Linked DNA regions of Gasterosteus aculeatus: region 2 is linked to region 1. A link is a contact called in public Hi-C data. All regions are on one chromosome and are shown on one strand. Each heading gives the region's core, a stretch centred on a gene start, on an enhancer-like site or on the middle of the called end of the contact. The rest is flanking DNA. Distances are from core to core; before and after follow the strand shown. Region 1 holds the start of cndp1 (carnosine dipeptidase 1). Region 2 overlaps abhd5a (abhydrolase domain containing 5, lysophosphatidic acid acyltransferase a).

Region 1 (2,696 bases), core at 148-2,647:
TGTTTTTACTACAATAAACTGCAACAACAATGCATGTTACGATGTTCCTTATTAGTGGCGAGAAGAGGAGGACGTTTTGGAAGCAGTGGATTCATTTTGTTACCAGCAGTCGCCCCCCTCCCCAAATAAGCCGAGCTCGCTGTTTGAAAAGCGCACTTTCTACCAATCAATTAGGGTGACGATTACATATCTCACTAAAGCGTAGAATCGGCCCTGTCACTGACTTCTTGCTCTCCGATGTCCACCAGCTCGACAGTCCCTCCCATGAGCCTCAGCTTCTGAGCCGCCACGTCCATCATGCGGTGCAGGTCCGGTCTCCTGAAGACGTTGCTGGAGTCGCTTTCAATTGCAACCCAGTCCCGCAGAGCCTGAAAGACACACAATCAAACCCTCAGTGGCGTCACTTAACCTTCTGTCCATATGTGGGTATACAAAGTACACAAGTTCTTGTGTTAAAATGTTAAAATCCCATAAATCAATCATACACCTACAAAATCTACAGAAGTTCACTTTATTTATTTATGTTGCTTAATTAGTCACGTGTGTGATATTTCTACAGCCCTGTGTCACAGATTGCAACACGTGATCGAACCATGACCTTCACATCACTGCACCATCATTTTCTCAACACATCTGGTTGATCTATTGGACAAACAAACCTTGTGCTTTCATTTTGGTATCTTTACTTCTTTGACTGAAAGTTCAGAGCCTGGACTCTCGAACGCATTACTTAAGGAAAAATAATTATATTGTACCTCCACATATTCCTCTTGATGGCTGTCAATGTACCGCGCCAGCTCCGCATACTGGAAGGCACGGACAGTGGAGATGACCATCAGCACGCAGGCCAGAGCTGGAACATTCATCTTTTGGGAGAGTCAGAAGGTGAATTATTGACAGAGCAGACGGCTGGATTACCTCATCGGAGTATATCTGATAACAAAAGGGTTTCTCGGTAAAGTAAACACGTGCGGAGCTGTAGAAATATTCAGGTCTAGACAGTCTAGACTCCCCCCAAGGAAAACCTCAACAAGAGAGACGACATCAAACATTTCATCTCCCTACTCAACGCTATTGAACACTTTATTTAGTTTTATTCGCTTTAAAATCAAAGTTTGTTTGTTAGTTTCAATTTCTCAGACTTTCATGGTTACGTCTTTAAATGTCTAAAACCGATGATATTCACTTCACACTTAACACGACACGTCTACATTTAAGGATATTTAAGTAAAAGTACGCTCGCAGGATGTCTTTACGTCTCACCTTGTCTCTGCCGGAGGTGTTTGTGGGACAGTGTCCCACTGCAGGCTGACTGTGGCCCCGTATCTGCACCTTTATACACCCTCCCCTTGGCGCTCCGGAGCCCCAGAGGTCATCCACTCAAACATTTCCTGACGCCGTGCCAAGACTGCTGACAAATTCATTTAATTTTTCCGCTGACAAGCACAATTAGTACACCTAATCTATTGATCCTAATCCAGGAGTCCACAGTGGGGTTCAGCAGGGACAAAAGCACAAGGAAATGAACGAATTCCCATTGCTTGTGTTTTGGAATCTCCAAGCAACCCCCCCGTTGTGCTGCACTTAAACGTTGAGCTGCCTGTAAGCATGCCAAACATAGGGCTGTCTGAAAATGTTTAATCCCATCACCTCTTCATGTTTATTGGATAAATTATGCTCAGTGTGAGACATGTCACAAATGGCTACATCAAACTCATTAAATGAGTTATTGAGTTATAAAATAGAAAAAGTCAGACGGACAAAAGACATCTTGGATTGGAAGTTAAAATCAAAAGTATTTAATAAAAGAAAGGGTGTTGTGGTAAAAAGAACATCTCAGCTGAGCTGGTCTCTCCAACTAACCCCCCACAGTGACTGTGTGTTGCTTCCACCAGCGAACTGGAGAACAATGGCTGTCTACAGGTATTTATACAGAGCAGCAAAGGTGTGAAAGTTAGTGTCCACACCTGAGGGAGTGGTCACTGGTGAGTTCAATGGAACTCGGATTTTGAATGTCTCTCAGTCAATACCAGTTGTGTTGCAGGTATTACATGCATGCATTCCAGTTGATTACATTAAATACAATCATAGCTGTACTTTGGTATTATTCTATTGAATAGTTTAGTTCCAGAATCATGGCTGTATTCTGGTGTACACTAAATGCATTTTATGAATTTATGAACCGGGTCATCAGTTTATTTCTAATATCCTACAGTTACTTTTGTTTTTTAAGTGTAGGGGCCGTGGCCGTGTACTTTTTTATAGTCCGTTTTACCGTAAAAACCATAAAACAAAAACACTGTTGTCTTGTATATATATATATATATATATATATATATGTATATATATATGTATATATATATATATATATATACACAATGTAAAAGATGTACAAATGATTCAAATAATTCCGGGTAGCAAGTCAGGACCACTGCAGGGACAACCACCATCAGAACCACCATCAGATAGAACCACCATCCACAGAAGCCTGGTGTATTTGTCGCAATTCAATCCTAGATCCAAAGAGGTCAAAGGGCGATGACGAGAAGATATAATGTTGGTAAAATGCTGTGGTGCAAAGAAAATATCTCATATGGCATCATTGTAATAGACACGTAGAAGAAACTGTTACAGTTGCAGCCACTAATCAGCCACATGAGCATTTGGCTTTGTTGCCATCAGCTTTTGTGCAGCAG
Region 2 (2,696 bases), core at 98-2,597, 56 kb before region 1:
AGCCTTCTGTTTTATCGCAGCTGTCCTCTGCATTTTTGTAGGCTTTTTGTATTCTACTGCAAAATGTCATTTCAACTGCATTAATTAGGAGTATGACCCTGGCTGGATGTATTGAAACCTACAAGACTGTTAAAAAGCATCTTAAACCATATTCAATGCGTAATCTTTCCCAAGATTCATCTCAGAAAAAAAATTAGCATTTTGGAGAAATGCTAGTAAAAGTTAGCTTCTTTTTCCTCAACTGTCGCTTTATATATATGATTCCTGGAAAATTTTGAAAAATGACGTCACGCATGCGCGGTTGACCGCGGGAGATGACCGAAACTAATGCTAATGCTAACTAGCGATCCTTGCTTACTAACGGATGCATTTCATTTCATTCCTAAGCAACCCAGGATGACGTCAGTCAGTGCGGGACGCTTGTGACGGTTTCCTCCTTCTGGCAGACGAGAGGCTCGTTGTTTTCTTCATATCGACTGGTTTCGCGCTGCCGTTCGGTAGCGCTACTACTCGTTTGGCCGATTATTACACCCCCTTCCTCCCCCGGTCGACCGGTCTCCGGTCCTCGGAGGAGCGGCGAGGTGTAGATCGCCATGACTTGTTGGGGGTATAATCATAGTCATTGTGAACATTGTGATCACCTGAGAAAATCTGTAGCTTCAAGAGTTTATATGTACGCGTATTGAGATATTGCCTAATTTGCATATTTTATTTTCGAGACAAAGTAATCCAAAACATATCTCTTAATATGAGGATTTATCTGGTAGAAATTGATAAGGATATCTATAAAATAAAAAAGTCCCATTCACCTGTAGTGTTATAATAGTGTCACCTATAGGTGCGATTTTATTTAATAGCTGAGATATTCTCCTCTAAACGAAGCGCATACAAATCTTCCCCTGGACCGAGACTATATGAAGAAAGTGTGCTGAGCTTCTACAGCTTCAAAGTAATGTCACACTGGTCTCCCTCTGATGCTGCTTTAGTAACAGTTGATTTCATGATCTTTCACATCATCAACAGTGATCGACAACATGAAAGGTAGAGCCTGAAATAACATGCTTTAAATTTGTTAAAATAAAATTGCACAGATGATATTGTTAAAAAAGCAAACGTTTCCTCTTGTGACATTTCTAAATGTAAACGTTAGACATGATCCTTGTAAATACATCTCTTTCTATGATTTCATCCCCTTCTCGCCAGTGGCAGAGCGCGTGCACTCCCTCCACTTCCCCCCGCGGCCAGTAGAGGGCGCTCATGTACATTTGTGGAAATGTCACAAGGTCTCTTCTCTGTTGCCAGAATATCCTCTCCTCTCCAGAGACATGAGTCTGGAGCGAACATGAGGTGTGCGTTCCACTTTGGCAGTATTCACAGCCTTTGCTCAATACTTTGCTGAAGCACCTTTGGCAGCAATTACAGCCTCAAGTCTTCTTGGGTATGATTCCACAAGCGTGGCACACCTATTTCTGGGCAGTTTCTCCCATTCTTCTTTGCAGAACCTCTCAAGTTCCATCAGGTTGGATGGGGAGCGTCCGTGCAGCCATTTTCAGATCTGTCCAGAGATGTTCAATCGGGTTCAGGTCAGGGCTCTGGCTGGGCCGCTCAAGGACATTCACAGAGTCCCGAAGCCACTTTGTTATCTTGGCCTGTTGTCCTGTTGGAAGATGAACCGTCGCCCCAGTCTGAGGTCCAGAGCGCTTTGGAGCATGCATTCATCTTTCCCTCAATCCTGACTCGTCTCCCAGTTCCTCCCGCTGAAAAACATCCCCACAGCATGATGCTGCCACCACCATGCTTCACTGTAGGGATGGTATTGGCCAGGTGATGAGCAGTGCCTGGTTTCCTCCAGAGATGACGCTTGGCATTCAGGCCAAAGAGTTCAATCTTTGTTTCATCAGACCAGAGAATTTTGTTTCTCATGGTCTGAGAGTCCTTCAGGCGGGCTGTCATGTGCTTTTTACTGAGGAGTGGCTTCCGTCTGGCCACCAAACAGGCCTGACTTGTGGAGTGCTGCAGAGCTGGTTGTCCTTCTGGAAGGTTCTCCTCTCTTCATAGAACAACGCTGGAGCTCTGTCAGAGTGACCATCGGGTTCCTGGTCACCTCCCTGACTAAGGCCCTTCTCCCCCGATCGCTCAGTCTGGCTGGGCAACCAACTCTAGGAAGAGTCCTGGTGGTTCCAAAACTTCTTCCACTTCCGGATGATGGAGGCCACTGTGCTCATTGGGACTTTCAATGCTGCAGAAATCTTTCTGTACCCTTCACCAGATCTGTGCCTGGATACAATTCTGTCTCGGAGGTCTACAGATAATTCCTTGGACTTCATGGCTTGGTTTATGCTCTGATTTCCACTGTCAACTGTGATACCTTATACAGACAGGTGTGTGCTTTTCTCAATCATGTCCAATCAACTGAATTTAGCACAGGTCGACTCCAATCAAGTTGTAGAAACATCTCAAGGACGATCAGTGGAAACAGGAGGCACCTGAGCTCAATTTGGAGTGTCATGGCAAAGGCCGTGAATACTTATGTACATGTTATGTTTTCGTTCTTTACAGATTTGCAAAAAACAGTTTTCACTTTGTCATTATGGGTTGTTGTGTGTAGAATGTTGAGGAAAATAATGAATTCCATTTTGGAATAAGGCTGTAACATAACAAAATGTGGAAAAAATGAAGCGCTGTGAATACTTTCC

The links. Hi-C and Micro-C count contacts between places; a contact is called where the count stands out from the background.
Region 2: a Hi-C map of skeletal muscle shows a contact between it and region 1, with 9 times the contacts expected there. The contact joins the enhancer-like site here to the promoter of cndp1 in region 1. A contact is called at or near these places in 3 of 6 Hi-C or Micro-C datasets (liver and skeletal muscle).

The regions. Positions count from the first base shown.
Region 1 is chr20:18,160,936-18,163,631 of fGasAcu3.hap1.1, reverse strand. cndp1 (carnosine dipeptidase 1) reads right to left here and starts at 1,397. Exons shown (of 12, transcript XM_040164937.2): 1 at 1,264-1,397; 2 at 756-866; 3 at 225-368. The coding sequence starts at 866.
Region 2 is chr20:18,216,907-18,219,602 of fGasAcu3.hap1.1, reverse strand. abhd5a (abhydrolase domain containing 5, lysophosphatidic acid acyltransferase a) reads left to right here. Exons shown (of 8, transcript XM_040164221.2): 8 at 1-1,108. Among protein-coding and RNA genes, the nearest start is that of abhd5a, 8.4 kb to the left of the region's middle. Within about 2 kb of position 1,347, at least 2 of the 9 cell types and tissues checked have open chromatin away from gene starts, as enhancers often do.